Linked DNA regions of Mus musculus: regions 2 and 3 are each linked to region 1. The links are chromatin contacts, called in public HiChIP or PLAC-seq and promoter capture Hi-C maps. All regions are on one chromosome and are shown on one strand. Each heading gives the region's core, a stretch centred on a gene start, on an enhancer-like site or on the middle of the called end of the contact. The rest is flanking DNA. Distances are from core to core; before and after follow the strand shown. Region 1 holds the start of Tgfa (transforming growth factor alpha). Region 2 holds the start of Smyd5 (SET and MYND domain containing 5). Region 3 overlaps Cct7 (chaperonin containing Tcp1, subunit 7 (eta)).

Evidence for each region. Promoter capture Hi-C pulls out the DNA fragments that hold promoters and counts their contacts. HiChIP or PLAC-seq counts read pairs in DNA pulled down with a chosen protein or histone mark.
Region 2: an H3K4me3 HiChIP or PLAC-seq map of bone marrow-derived macrophages shows a contact between it and region 1, with 6 times the contacts expected there. The contact joins the promoter of Smyd5 here to the promoter of Tgfa in region 1. A contact is called at or near these places in 2 of 115 datasets of contacts at active chromatin or transcription factors (bone marrow-derived macrophages and pancreatic cancer cells).
Region 3: a promoter capture Hi-C map of liver shows a contact between it and region 1, with 4 times the contacts expected there. The contact joins the enhancer-like site here to the promoter of Tgfa in region 1. A contact is called at or near these places in 3 of 39 promoter capture datasets (liver, pre-B cells and stem cell-derived epiblast-like cells) and 2 of 115 datasets of contacts at active chromatin or transcription factors (large pre-B cells and pancreatic cancer cells).

What each region holds. Positions count from the first base shown.
Region 1 is chr6:86,192,870-86,197,352 of GRCm38.p6, forward strand. Tgfa (transforming growth factor alpha) reads left to right here and starts at 2,353. Exons shown (of 6, transcript NM_031199.5): 1 at 2,353-2,676. The coding sequence starts at 2,637.
Region 2 is chr6:85,429,374-85,433,856 of GRCm38.p6, forward strand. Smyd5 (SET and MYND domain containing 5) reads left to right here and starts at 2,603. Exons shown (of 13, transcript NM_144918.2): 1 at 2,603-2,727. The coding sequence starts at 2,632.
Region 3 is chr6:85,454,829-85,459,311 of GRCm38.p6, forward strand. It overlaps Cct7 (chaperonin containing Tcp1, subunit 7 (eta)), which reads left to right. Exons shown (of 12, transcript NM_007638.4): 2 at 4,287-4,440. Among named protein-coding and RNA genes, the nearest start is that of Cct7, 5.6 kb to the left of the region's middle. Within about 2 kb of position 2,688, at least 19 of the 459 cell types and tissues checked have an H3K27ac peak or open chromatin away from gene starts, as enhancers often do. A contact at or near this core is called in liver, where this site is marked.

The DNA of each region.
Region 1 (4,483 bases), core at 1,103-3,602:
TGCCCATTGAGGTCAGAAGAGGGCACCGGGTTTCCTGGAACTGGAGTTATGGATGGTTTTGAACCACCACGTTGAGTACTAGAATTCCCACTGTACATATTTAGTCCTCTGCAAAAGTAGCAACTGCTCTTAACCTCTGAGCCATCTCTACAGCCCCACAAATTATCTTCTGATTAAAATATTTTCTAGCCCTTCAGGGGACCAGCCCACTTGCTTGGTTCTGCCAGCCTCAACAGTGTGTGGGCAGTGGGCAGAGGACCAGGACATCTGATTCCCAGACAGCTGGCAGCCAACCTCAGCCGCTGCTCTGCACGTGTTCCAGTCCCCAGCCCTGATTCCTTGCCTCTTGTAGCCAAGGGAACAGGCAAGCCCCAGGACAGGACCAGGTCAAACTGAAGGAAGTGAGCCCTCGTGCTGAAGGCCATAGGAAAGTTCTATGCAATGGATGGAGAAAATGACTGTCTGGGGACCCTCACTAGCCAGTCACAAGCATAAAGAAGGAAGTACAATAGTTTCTAGTCAGTGTAGGGAAGGGATGGCTTTCTATATAAACTCACACCGCTTTGTATTGGACCATCCCATCTGTTATGGTGCAGGTCTTAACTGTTCCTCTTATGGTGGGACTGGAGAGATGGCTCGGTGGGTGAGAGCCCGTGTTATCTTGCAGCAGCTCCCAGCACTTGGTAGTATGTAATCATATGTTACCAGCTCCAGGGGGTCAGGAGCCAGAGGAGCAGGTCCTATATAGTTCTGGAGGATCAGACTCCAGACACACATGTACCATATACCATCAAAAAACTTATACAAGCAATATAAACTTTTTTTTTTTTCAAAAAAAAAAGGGGGGGGGGGAACTTGGAGCTTGGTGTGGCTCTACAGGTCTCAAATCTTGTCACTCTGGAGGTAGAATCAGGTAGATTTCTGTGAGTTCAAAGCCAGATGAGACTACATAGTGAGATCCTGTCTCCAAAAACATTAATCAATCAATTAAGACAAAAGGATGCTTGGACTTAACGCCATTTTGTTGTTTGTTGTTTGTTGTTGTTTGGCTTGTTTGGTTTTTTTGGTTTGGGAGGGGTTTTTTTTTCCTCCCCTAAAAGCTCATTTTGCTGCTTGGTTGGGCCCCCAGTGGGTGGCGCTAGAGAGAGATGGTGGAGACTTCAGTAGGTGGGGCCCTATTGGAGGAAGTTAGAACACTGGGAGTGTACCCTTGGAGGGGATATTGGGACCCACTCCCCTGCTTTTGAGCTGAGACGCATGCTCCCCACTATTGTGTCCTTCCCCTTCACAGACCCAAAGCTACAAGACTGGCCAAGGGAGCATGAACTAGAACAGAAAACCAAATCTCCTTTTAAGTTGCTTACCGCGTGCATTTTGTCTCAGCAACAGAAAGCTGGTTAATTAACACAGTACCCACACATTAGGGCCAATCGCTTGGGCCTTCTTTTGGAATCGACGAGGTCCTTTGTTCTTACAATAAACTGGAATTTTCAACTCTGAAACTTTGAGCATCCAGCTAAAGAGACAGCAAGAGAATCCCAAGTCCAACACACCCGACCAACGCCCCACCTGCTAGGAGAGTGGGTCTTCTCTCGAGCAGCTAGGCAGCAGGAAGCAGGAGAGGGGTCAGTCTGATTACTCTATGCCTAGTCGTGGTCTCTCTGGAGTTACTGTCCCCTATGGATGTGCACACACACACATCCCCAAACTCCCACAGGCCATTCATTCTCTATCCAAAAGAAGTCTTCCCTTCTTGTGTTTCCCTCTCATAGTTCATATTCAGGGGCCATCTCAAAGACACAACCCCTGAATGGGCCATCTAGCTGACCCCCACCACCAGCTTCTCCTTAGTTCTGCACTTAATTGTAACAAAGCCAGCTCTTGTTCCGGCTCCTGCTTCCCCGAAGCAGTGGAACAGTAGGGTTGATGCGAGATTAAGTTCATGGTACACAGAGATTCCCTGATCTTCACAATGTATCTGGAGACTCAGAGTGGGGCCAGCAAGGATGGGGACACAGGTGGAAATTCGACTTTAATGAGTGTTTGGCTGACTATGAAGAGAGCGCTTTTCTTGAGTCAGACCTTGCCAGGTAACTGGCCAAGCTCCTGGGTCTCCAGTCTCCTGCTCAAGCGTGTCTTGGAGAAGCCCCTAGCACAGGTGACTGGATCCTGAGCGACTCCGCTCCGCCGCCTACAGCCTGGACGCGGCTACTACGCAGGGGACTCGGGCGGCGACCCTGGGCGCAAGCACTGCAGGGAGGTGTCTGAAGCCAGGCGCTTCCTGCCTGGCCCTTGGCCCAGGGTGGTGACTGGCTGTCGCGATCGGGGCGCAGGTCCCCGCCCCCGGCTTCCAGTCCCCACCCCTGCGCCTTCGGGGGCGCCCCATCGCGGGAGGGTGGTCCGCCTCTCCCCGGTCGCCTAAGGCAGAGAGGTGGCGGGAACCTCCACCTCTTTCCCGTTTCCGCCGCGGGCAGCGCGCCGGCCAGTGCCACCGGGAGGCGCGGTCGTCCCTCCGCCCGCGCGCCGGGGGGCCGGCCCTGTCGCCTGCGCCTTTTTCCCCCGCGCACACCGCGGCGGCGCGCGGCTACTCGCCAACCGCAGGGAGCGCGGTGGCTGCAGCACCCTGCGCTCGGAAGATGGTCCCCGCGACCGGACAGCTCGCTCTGCTAGCGCTGGGTATGTAGGCAACACCCGATGTTCCCGGGCCGCTCCAGCCTGATCTCTGCGTTTCTCTTGAGTCCGCTTGGGAGAACAGAAGAGAGGCGGGTGTTTGGAGTGGGTGGGAGCGTGCGAGCCACCGGGAGTCACCAAGAACTGTGAAGTGGGGGACAGTCTTAGCGAGGTGGCCGCCGGGAGGTGAGATCCGGCCTGAACTTTACTCTGCGCGTCGTCGGCTCGCCGGTGCCCACGCCCTCCTGCCTACCTGCTGGTCGCCGAGCCGGGCTTCTTCAAAGCCGCCTAAGCGCAGGTTGTCCCAGTGCGACCCCTAGGTGGCCCTGGCCTGAGCCCCTTTCGAGTCCCTGGGGGCGGGAGCATGCGTTGCGCATCCGTACCCTTAGCCTTCGACTTGAAGCTCTCCTAGGTGTTGGGTGGGTTTGTGATTTTATTTTCTTTTAATTTTTTAATTTTTTTTTTGGTGCGGATTAATTGTCCTGTTAATGAGCTTACATGGGAGTCTTGGTGTCCCTGTCAGAGGAGGCGGGAGTAACACCTGAGTATAACCAGTTTCCTCAGAGTTGGTTCTTGGACATAAACGCGAGTGGGGGAGGGGACAATCGTCCCCCTCTAATCCCCTGGTGTCTGGGTGGTGGGAGGAACGGCCGCTGCGAAGCTCGAAGCTCGCAAGTGTGTGTTGCTACTCTCAGCTACCTGGTGCAGAGTCTGTTTGACAGAGTGGACTGAAGTACCCGGGTGTCCCAGTCACTGCTGCCGCCTTGTGAATCTTTCTGTCTGATGTTTTCAGCATTTAAAACCCTGTAAGAGGGCTGAAGCTGTAAGTCAGTGGCCAGAGTATTTCAGGCACCAAACCCTGGGTAGGATTCCCCGCCGGGCTCGTGACCCCAGTGCTCAGAAGGTAGAAACAATAGAATCATACTACTACCCTCAGCCATATATAGCGAGTTTGAAACTGAGAACCTGGTTCTAATTAACTATTAATAATTAAAGCCTTAGAAAGTAAGATGTTTGCAATCGTCCCCCACCCCCCCCACCCCCCGCTATTGACAATAGACCCCAGAAGGTGTTTATAACTCCCCTCCCTAAAATGTGCCCAGAGTAGCAGCCTGTCACAGTGAGGAAGCATCCACAGTTCTCTGGCAATCCTGCATTAAAAAGGCTCCTTCTGCTGCAGGAGGGGACACGTTGAGATGTTCCCAGCTTTGCCCTCACCTGAAGTGAGTTATGGGCAGATTTCCTCACTTATTGTTAGAGCTGCCTTTTGGGTGTATTCTATGGTCGGCTTTCACTTCATATATGAAAGCTTCATAATTTAAAGCTGTGAAATTCGCAGCCGGTGGGAAGCCTGCAGGTTATTCCCCATCCAAATGTTTCTTTCCCTCCCCGCACCTCCCCTCAGAATAGTATTACCAAGTAGAACCCTGCGGATGCTTGTGTGGTGTGACCAAGCGGCTCCAGTTCGTTCACCCACTTGGCTTGCACGCTCACTTCATGAAGGAGCCATCCTGTTCCCATTTAACAGACGAAGAAAGAACGGTGCAAAGAGCCACTGTCCTAGGAGGGCCAACCTTATTAAAGACCAAGGAGTGCAAATGTGGAAGGCACTTCACTTGTGGTCAACATATTAGTCCCATCTCTGGGGTTGGGGATGTGGTTTGGAGGACTGACTGTGGAAAAAAAAAACAAAAAAAACCCGACTGTTGGATTTCTTGTGGTTGAGCTCTCTGATGGCGAGGTGGTTTAATTCAGTGAAAATGAGAGCAGAAGTGATTCCTCCAGGCTGCTGTTGACAGCTGTGCTCCCCCAG
Region 2 (4,483 bases), core at 1,353-3,852, 760 kb before region 1:
AGACATTAAATGGTAGGTTTGAGGGAATCCAGAGCCTTGCCTCGAGAAGCCATCCTTTGGAGCTGGACAGTACAGTACACACCTGTAGTCTTAGCACCAGGTAGGCTAAGGCAGAAGGATGGAGTCAGCCAGAGCTATCATAGTGAGTCTGAGGTAAGCCCAGAGTAAATAGCCAGATGCTGTCTCAAAAACAAGGGCTGGGAGAAGGCCTAACAGGTACAGATCCTTGCTGCCAAACGGAAGATCTGAATTTGATCCCTGGAACCTCCATGATGGAGCGAGAAAATCGTCTCCCCCCGTGCACACACCCACACACAGACACACTCACAGAATAGCTGTAAGAAAAAACACGTATAAAAACTGGAGAGATTGCTGAGCATTTAAGAGCACTTGATCTTGCAGAGGACCTTGGTTTGATTCCTAGTATCTATGTGGTGGCTTATCCAGTTCAGGGGACCCAAAGCCCTTTTCTGACTTATGCAGACACCAGGCACATACAGCCAAACATTCACACAGGTAAAAAATAAATAAAATGTATGAAGACAATAACAAAAAGAGGGGGAACCCTGAAACTTTTTTTTCATATCTCTGGGAAATCCTTCTGAAGGCTGGGCTCAGAAGTCCTATTCACCAGAGGAATTCAGCCATAGTTGTCTATCTCCTTCAGGAACAACTGGTCCATTGTGTGTGTGCACACCCATTCATGTTCATCAGAGGCCAGAGGGTCTTAATTACCTTCTTTTCTTTTCCTTTTGAGTCAGGCTCTTCTGTTGAACATAGAGCTAGCCCACTTGACTAGGCTAGTTGGCTGGGGAGCCCATGGTGTCACCCTGCCTCTACCACCTCGACCCTAGGATTGATATCCTGTTATGTGGGCGCTGGGGATCAAACCCAGGTCCTCGTGCTATGTGGCAAACACAGCCACAATTGGCTCACTTAAAAAAAAAAGTCACTGCTGGGCAGTGGTGGCGCACGCCTATAATCCCAGCACTTGGGAGGCAGAGGCAGGCAGATTTCTGAGTTCAAGGCCAGCCTGGTCTGCAGAGTGAGTTCCAGGACAGCCAGGGCTACACAGAAAAACCCTGTCTCGAAAAACAAAAAGTCAAATTTAGGAGTCAGAGGCAGGTGGATCTCTGAGTTTGAGGCCAGCCTGGTCCACATAGAGCTTTGTGGGCATTGGTGGTGGTGGTGGTGGTGGTATATGCCTTTGATCCCAGCACTAGGGAGGCAGAGCTTTATTGAGTTTGAGTTCCGCCGCCTGTTCAGAGTGAGTTCCAGGACAGTCAAGGCTACACAGAGAAACATTGTATCAAATGCAATGCCCCCCTCCCCACCAAGAGAGAACTTGTCTTAAAAAAAAAAAGACAAAAACTCAATCACTTACTAAACAATTACTAAGTTATCTCCCCCACCCCCTAAAGTCACTATGAAACGATAGCAGAGCAGACACAGGTCCCCTGTCAACTGGAATAGTCAACTGGGACACAAAACAATAAAAGGTATAGTAGTCAGGTCTAGTTGCAGAAATAGACCTGTCCTCTCTCCCAGCCTCGTGTACATTCATTTTTTGTGTCTACTTAAGGGGTCCTCATATGTGAGGTCCATTTATTACTGCTCCATAAACCACACTCTGCAATGTCAAGAAAGTCCCCAACTACTCTGAGGCACTGATCCAACCTAGTTATTTATAGAAAAAGGAAATCATTTTTTCTTCTTTTTCTTTTTTAACTTTATGCATGTGATTGATTTGCCTTTATGTATCTATGTGCCTGCCTGGTGCCTGAGGAGGTTGGAAGAGGGGTCATCAGAGCCCCCAGAACTGGAGTTACAGATAGTTGGAAACCAGTATTGGAAACCAAACCAGGATCCTCGGCTAGAGTATCACGTGCATTTCTCTTTCAGACAGGTTTCATGTACTCACTACGTAGTTGAGGGTTGACCTTGAACTTCTGGTCCTCCCTGCCCTCACCTCCTGAATGCAGAGGTTATAGGCATAGTCGGAATGCTGGTTTTAAGCAGTGTTGTGGCTCAAAGTTCTGCACTCATGTGTTCAAAGCAAATCTCTCCCAAACATAGAATAAAAATGTTGCCACCAGAGGGAGGGAAAAATTTTAAACCGAGTGAGCCCAGCATCCAACCAGGATGGAGGGTCAAAGCAAAAATAAGACAGTCTTCTCTGGGTCTAAAAACTTTGTTCGGTGTTGGAGGTAATGACGAGGGGCTGCTTAAGCAGGAAGAGGGCTGCAAACTTTTGGCCAGCCTGGGATACATAGTGAGACCCTGTCTCAAACACCAGACAGTGGGAAGAGCAACTATGGACACTTAAGAACACAGCTAGGATAGGCTGGAGGGTGGGGGGTGGGGAGTAGGGGGTCTTCCCCTGAGCTACTCCATCAGCCGTCATTCATGCTGTCCATCCGACATAAGCTACCGAGTCAGACACAGTCTACCAGAAGTCCAAGCACAAAGTCAGGCCAGGTTCCACCCAATCAAGCAACCAAGACACCAAAAGCCTTGAATTGCTAGCCACGTCCCAGGGCGGGGTAAGGTGGGGAAGGGAGCGCTCGCTGGCTCTGTGGGCGGGGCCTCCCGGGACGGGGTCAAGGGTCAGAAGGCAGAGGCGTGCCCAAGATGGCGGCCTCCATGTGCGACGTGTTCTCCTTCTGCGTGGGCGTGGCGGACCGTGCCCGGGGTTCCGTGGAAGTCCGTTATGTGGACAGCATCAAGGTGAGGCCAGGTCGGACCGGGCCCGGAGAGCCACGCGGGGGAACCCACGCTCACATTCTGGAGTCCGGGCCCCTCGGCGCCAGTCTGGTTGCTGCTTGGGCCCGGGGTGCAGAGTCGGTCCTCGTGCCCAGGCTCGTGGCGATATCGCGCGGGGGGAGGGAGGAAAGCCCGGTCCACTGGCGGGTGGCCGTGCTGCTGCTGTCCTGGGTGGAGTTGAGGCTCTGGGTAGACCTGGGGTTGAGGGATATCCTGGGCCAGATTAAAGCCAAGGCTATCTTGGTTAGGCTGGGGCTTAGTTAGCTACTATTCTGGCGGTAGTGAGGGGAGTACTTAGCCGAGGGAACGGAGGTATGAAGCAGACTGGGCTCCCCAGCGACCCTTCTGACTAAGGTATGGGTGGAGACTTGGAAAGAGAGCTAGGGAACTTGGACCAGAACCTACACACCGAGCACTTCTCCTGAAGGGTTTTAAGCAAGAGAATGACATGATTTCGTGATTCGTATTATGGTTCTTTTTTGTTGCTTCTGTTGTTGTGCTTTTTGTTTTTGTTTTGTTTTGAGACGGGGTCTCATTTTGTAACTCCAGCAGTCCTAGAACTCACTATGTAAACCAGGCTGCTCTGCCTCACCAGTGCTGAGATTAAAGACTTGTGCCAGTATGATCGGCTCTATTAATCGTGTTTTATTCCCTGTAGAATAGAAAATTCACATAAGTAAAGGCAAAAAAAAAAAAAAAAAACACTCCAAATTGTTCTTGAGGCTGGACTTGAACTCATCTACCAACACCCAAGTGCTGGTTAATGGGCCTTGTGGCTGAAACACCCCACCTCCATCCCACGTTTTCTTTTAATACATGTTTTCAGTACATCTTTAGTATCAGCGGTCCCATTTCTACTTGGTTAAAGAGTTGATTGATAGCCGGGCGTGGTGGTGCACGCCTTTAATCCCAGCATTTGGGAGGCAGAGGCAGGCGGATTTGAGTTCAAGGCCAGCCTGGTCTAAAAACCTACAAACCCAAGGAGTTGATCAATAAGAGTTTTGGGGTGGGGGGCGCACTTCACTCAACCAAATCCTTCTGTATGGCTCCTTTATGTTGTATCTTCTCAGTCCTGAGAGCAAAGGTCTCTGCTGGCTTCGCTGCAGACAGGCTTTTGTTCTCTCTGGCACTGTTTTCTCACTAGGTGCCTTTGCCAGTTGATATATGCAAAATGCTATGGTTTTGACTTCATTTGCATTCCCCTGGGTAAAAGTCAGGTTAAATAATCATAATAACAACATGCATATCCTTGGTCCTTGACCCAAGATGTTGTCATTTGCTGTCAGCATCTCCATATCTGTCCAGGTTCCCATTTTAAGTTTCTCTTATCTTTCTGTTCCATAGGCATTGAGAGCAAGTACTCCTATCTGCCCATGGGTAGGAAGCTAGCTTGCTGGTCTCCTTTGTGTCCTTAGCTGCTCACATCCCCATTACCACCCAGAGCTGGTCCATCTGGGGGCCATCTGAGGTGTCTCAGATCAGTAATCCCTTTCATCACTTTTTTAGTCACCGTACTCCTCCCCTACCTTGGCCCAAACTCCCTTCTTCACTTCCTCCTCATTTTTTACTTCCACCAGTCCCTTTGCCCAGTTCTGTCCTAGCCCTCTCTCAAGACCCCAGCTAGTGACTAGTCCTAGTGACCCTGGCCTGTATTCCAACAACTCAGGAGACTGAGGTAAGAGGACTCTTGTGAGTTCCAGGCTAGCCTGGGGTACAGAGT
Region 3 (4,483 bases), core at 1,438-3,937, 740 kb before region 1:
CTTTTTCTATTTCTTTTTCTTTTTCTAGACAAGGCTTCTCTGAATAGCCCTGCTGTCCTGGAACTTACTCTGTAGGCCAGGCTGGCCTCGAACTCAGAAATCCCCTTGCCTCTGCCTCCCAAGTGCTGGGATCAAAGGTGTGCGTCATCACTGCCTGGCTTGATACTTTTTCTTAGACCAATACAACTTCATTTACTACTGCTTTTAATATTTCTTTGATTTAAAAGCCTGTTTGCCTATAACTGGTCATTTTTCTTTGGAAAAACAAATAGGCCTTTATTGGCTTATACCTTGTAGATAATATGACTTCTGCATACAATTTGAGGCCAGCATCCTGGTTGTTTTCCATTCAGTAAAGGTCAATGGCCCTTTAATCAAGTTAGGATATGGTGTGTGCTGCTAAGTGTGTTTTAATTTTTATCTCACTGGACTACTAATGTCTTATTTAGGACAATTTTCTTTTTAAATTTTATTTTAGTTGTTTTGGCTGCCTGTAGGTCTGTGCATCAGTAGTGTATTTGGGTGCCTATGGAGTCTAGAGAAGTTACAGGTGATTGAGAGCTGGGTAATGGAATTCAAACCCTAGTCTTCTAGAAGAGCAGCCAGCACTTTTAATTGCTGAGCCATCTCCCCAACTACAAGTAATTAATGTCTTTTGCCCACAACTGTGCCTTATTGGATCCCTTATTCCTGTCAGTTATGTTGCATTGAAACCATGCTCCTAACTTGTCTGAGATCTGGTAAATGTACACTATTTACTAGCCTAAATTCAGTTGGGGGCCTTTTGGTTTTGCATATATGACCTGTAGTGTTTTCAAGCTTTAGAGTATGTGTAAATCCACTTGGGCTATTTCTGAAGTTCAGCTCCTGCTTCAGTGGGTCTGGGATACAATAAGAAATGCTGCTCCAGAGAATTTTGACAGATAAGCAGTTGGTTCAAAAAATGTTTATGAAATAATCTAACAAAAATCTGAATAGATTCTGTTTTCTCAATGGTTATACATTTTTATTTTAAGATGACATTTCACAAAAAAAAAAAATGTAGTCCAATTCTGTAGATTTAGCCTATCCTTTAAAAAAGAAAAAAGAAAGCTGGAAGCAGAGACTCTCACCAAGGTCATTTCTAGCTCTAACATCCACTGGAGTTGAGAGGCAGGGAGGAGATATTACAGCCCCCACCATGGTGTCTGCATAGAATGGAACTTCTTGGGGGAACAGAGCCAAGGAAGGCTTCAGCATCAGGAGAAAGGAAAATGGGCCAAAGAGAAGAAAGCAAAGGAGGCCTGCACTTAGCAAAGTACTTTAAGATTTGTGATTCCACACAGGAAATGAGGTGCCATGAAAAGTGAATTCTCAGCACAGTGGGAGCTCCAAGTTTCTGCCCATCCTTCCCACTTCTAAAGCCTTAGCACTCTGTCCAGCCTATATACCGCTCACAGAGACATCCAGCGGGCAATCTACATGATTGCAGAAACCTAGGCAGCTCTCTCTGAAGCCCCTACCTATAGTCCTCTCTGACAGTGGAGTCTCAGGCTGCAGTACGCAACAAATTATTATAGGTATCAAGAGAGGTAGAGTAAGTTGGCTGGCCATGGGTATGTGGGGACTTGCAGCTGGAGCAGGGTCTATTTCTGTGTAATTCTAAGCAAAGGCAGCTACCATTTCCTCATGACAGTGATTGTATTAGACTTGGAGCACTCAGTCTGAGCATGTTTTAATGCAGTGACTTCCATAGCCCATGATAGAAAGTGTGTGCACTCTTCAATATTGCTCACTATGTTGCTTGCTCAAGTCTACCATGCTGCCCAGACGTCTTCTATGGGATATTTTTCTGAACAGTGCCCCTCTTTTGCTTCAGTTTCCCATCTTAGGATGGCTCTCTCCTGAGCCAGTTGGTAGACATGTAATCTTTTGCCTGAAAACTGTTATCTAGGCCCCTTGGGGTGTCTGCTGCCTGTGCACAAAGGCATAATTTTTTTGTGATGCTTTCACACTTCACTTGGCTTTCTTATTGGTGCTGGGGGACTTACTGCCCATTTGCAGCTCTGCTGAGAGGTTTTACCCTTGCTAGCCTAGAGTGCTGTAATATGCATTTAGCATCTACAATGGTCCTGGCTAGTTTTATATCAGCTTGACATAAGCTAGAGGCATTTGAGAGGCATGAGCAAAGAAAGGAACAATGGCTTTCAATGTCTTTTGCACTGTGTTATAAAAAGTAAAAAGCAATTGTAGCTACTAACAAAGAAGTGACCAAAAATATGCTGAGATGATGTCCCCCTAACTACTTCTGTTTGACATGCAGAGTTAGGCCAATACTGAGGAGATGACCATTTAATTCTGAAGGCCAGGTTTAGATAAATAGGGAGCTCTTGTTTGCCAGCTGCTATCTGCTATCCTCAACACCAGGGGAAAGATACCTAATCTGGTTGTTTCTGTTGCTATGAGTAAACACTGGGATTGTCTTAGTTACTGTTCTGTTGCTGTCAAAAGTCACAACAACAAAGGTAATTTATAGAAGGCAGCATTTATTTGGGAGTTTTCTTATAGTTTTAGAGGGTTCATTATCATCATGGTGAGGAGTGGTGGCCGCGGAAGGTAGGCCGGCATGGCACTGGAGAAGTAGCAGAGAGCTACATCCAGACCCACAGGCAACAGGCAGAGACAGAGTCGTACAAACACTGGACCTGCTGTGGACTTTTGAAACCTTAAAGCCAGTGACACAAACCTTGTAACCTTTCCCAAACAGTTCACTAGCTGAGGACAAAGCATTCAAACATAGGAGGGCATGGGGAGGGGGGAATTCTCATTCACACCACCACAATGACCAAAGCAACTTGGGAAGAGCAGCTTCCAGCTTCCAGTCCACCATGAAGGGTAGTGTACATTACAGGAACTGAAACAGAGGGCATGGAGGAACACTCCAGACTGTCCTACCTACCCTTCTTTCCTTCCTTTCTTGTTTGTTTTTGTTTTAGGAGAGTTTCTCTGTCCCAGAACTCACTCTGTAGATCACATGCCTCTGCCTCACAATACAACCTGGCTCAGCCTCTCTCTCTTTTTTTTAAAGATTTATTAATATCATGTGTGTGGGTCTTTTGTCTGCATGTCTGTCGTCACACCAGAAGAAGACATTGGATCCCACATAGGTATAGATAGTAGTGAGCCCCCATGTGGGTGCTGAGAATTGAACCCATAACCTGGAAGAGCAGCCAGTGGTCTTAACCACTGAGCCATCTCTCCTGCCCCCTCAAGTCTCCTTTCTTAATTTGTTTGTTTGTTTTTTGTTTTTTTGAGAAAGGGCCTTGGCTGTCCTAAAACTCACTCTGTAGACCAGGCTGGCCTCGAACTCAGAAATCCACCTGCCTCTGCCTCCCAAGTGCTTGGATTAAAGGCGTGCACCACCACTGCCTGTCAGTCTCCTTTCTTAAACAATGCAGGATCACCTAGTACCATCCCCAGTAGGCTGTGTCCTCCAACATTAATCATTAATCAAGAGAGTATCTCATGTCTATGTCCATAGGCCAATTTGATGGTGGCATTTTCTCAGTTGTTGTTCCTCTTCCCAGATGATCCTGGCTTTCATTACGTTGATAGAGAACTAACCAGTGCAGGCTCTAAGCAGGCCTTTAACAAACAGCATTCTGCGGTCTCATAGTTTCTAGAATGGTAGTGCAAAGAAAGCCCCCTGCAAGGGATGGGGACTCTTCTGAGCCAGTGCTAAAAGAAAAAGACAAAAATTTCTCTGAGGTGTGACTAGGATTGAGTCACATGAAGGCATTTTGGAGTGGGTATGAGGGCATTGCTGTGCGGAATCAGTATGTCACTTTGTAAGGTAAGACAAACACGATTTTTGTGTGTTGCTACAGTCCATCTAAGGTCTCTGGTAGAGCTGCCTTCCTGGGCATCTCTAGGACAGTGCCTGAGTTTCCATACCACTTCCCCTCTGCTTCTTTAACACAAACCAGTAGGTATTTTATTGGCGGTGGAGGTGCAAAGCAGGGCCTGGTTTTTTGGTGCTGTGTGCTGTAGCCTGGTTGTGAAGCACAAGACAGAATGTCAAAAGTTGAAAGGGCCATATGGGAGAAATCATAGTTTATTGTTTAGACGTCGTTATCAGCAGTGTCTCAGAATTTGGCATGGTTGGGGAGTCAGTCTGGGTAGCAGGGGAATGTGCTTTAAGAGTGTGGATAACTCAGCCATCGTGGTATTGGGAGCATCTTCCCCATCCACTGTCCTGAGTCTCAAGTAGCAGATGATTAAAAGCAGTCAATTGCTCTCTTCTCCAGCCCACACCAGTTATCCTGTTGAAAGAGGGTACTGATAGCTCCCAGGGCATCCCTCAGCTCGTGAGTAACATCAGTGCCTGCCAAGTGATTGCTGAGGCTGTAAGAACCACCCTGGGTCCCCGTGGCATGGACAAACTTATTGTGGATGGCCGAGGTAAGTCTTCATGGTTCCTTGGGGCTTTATACAGGAGGATGGG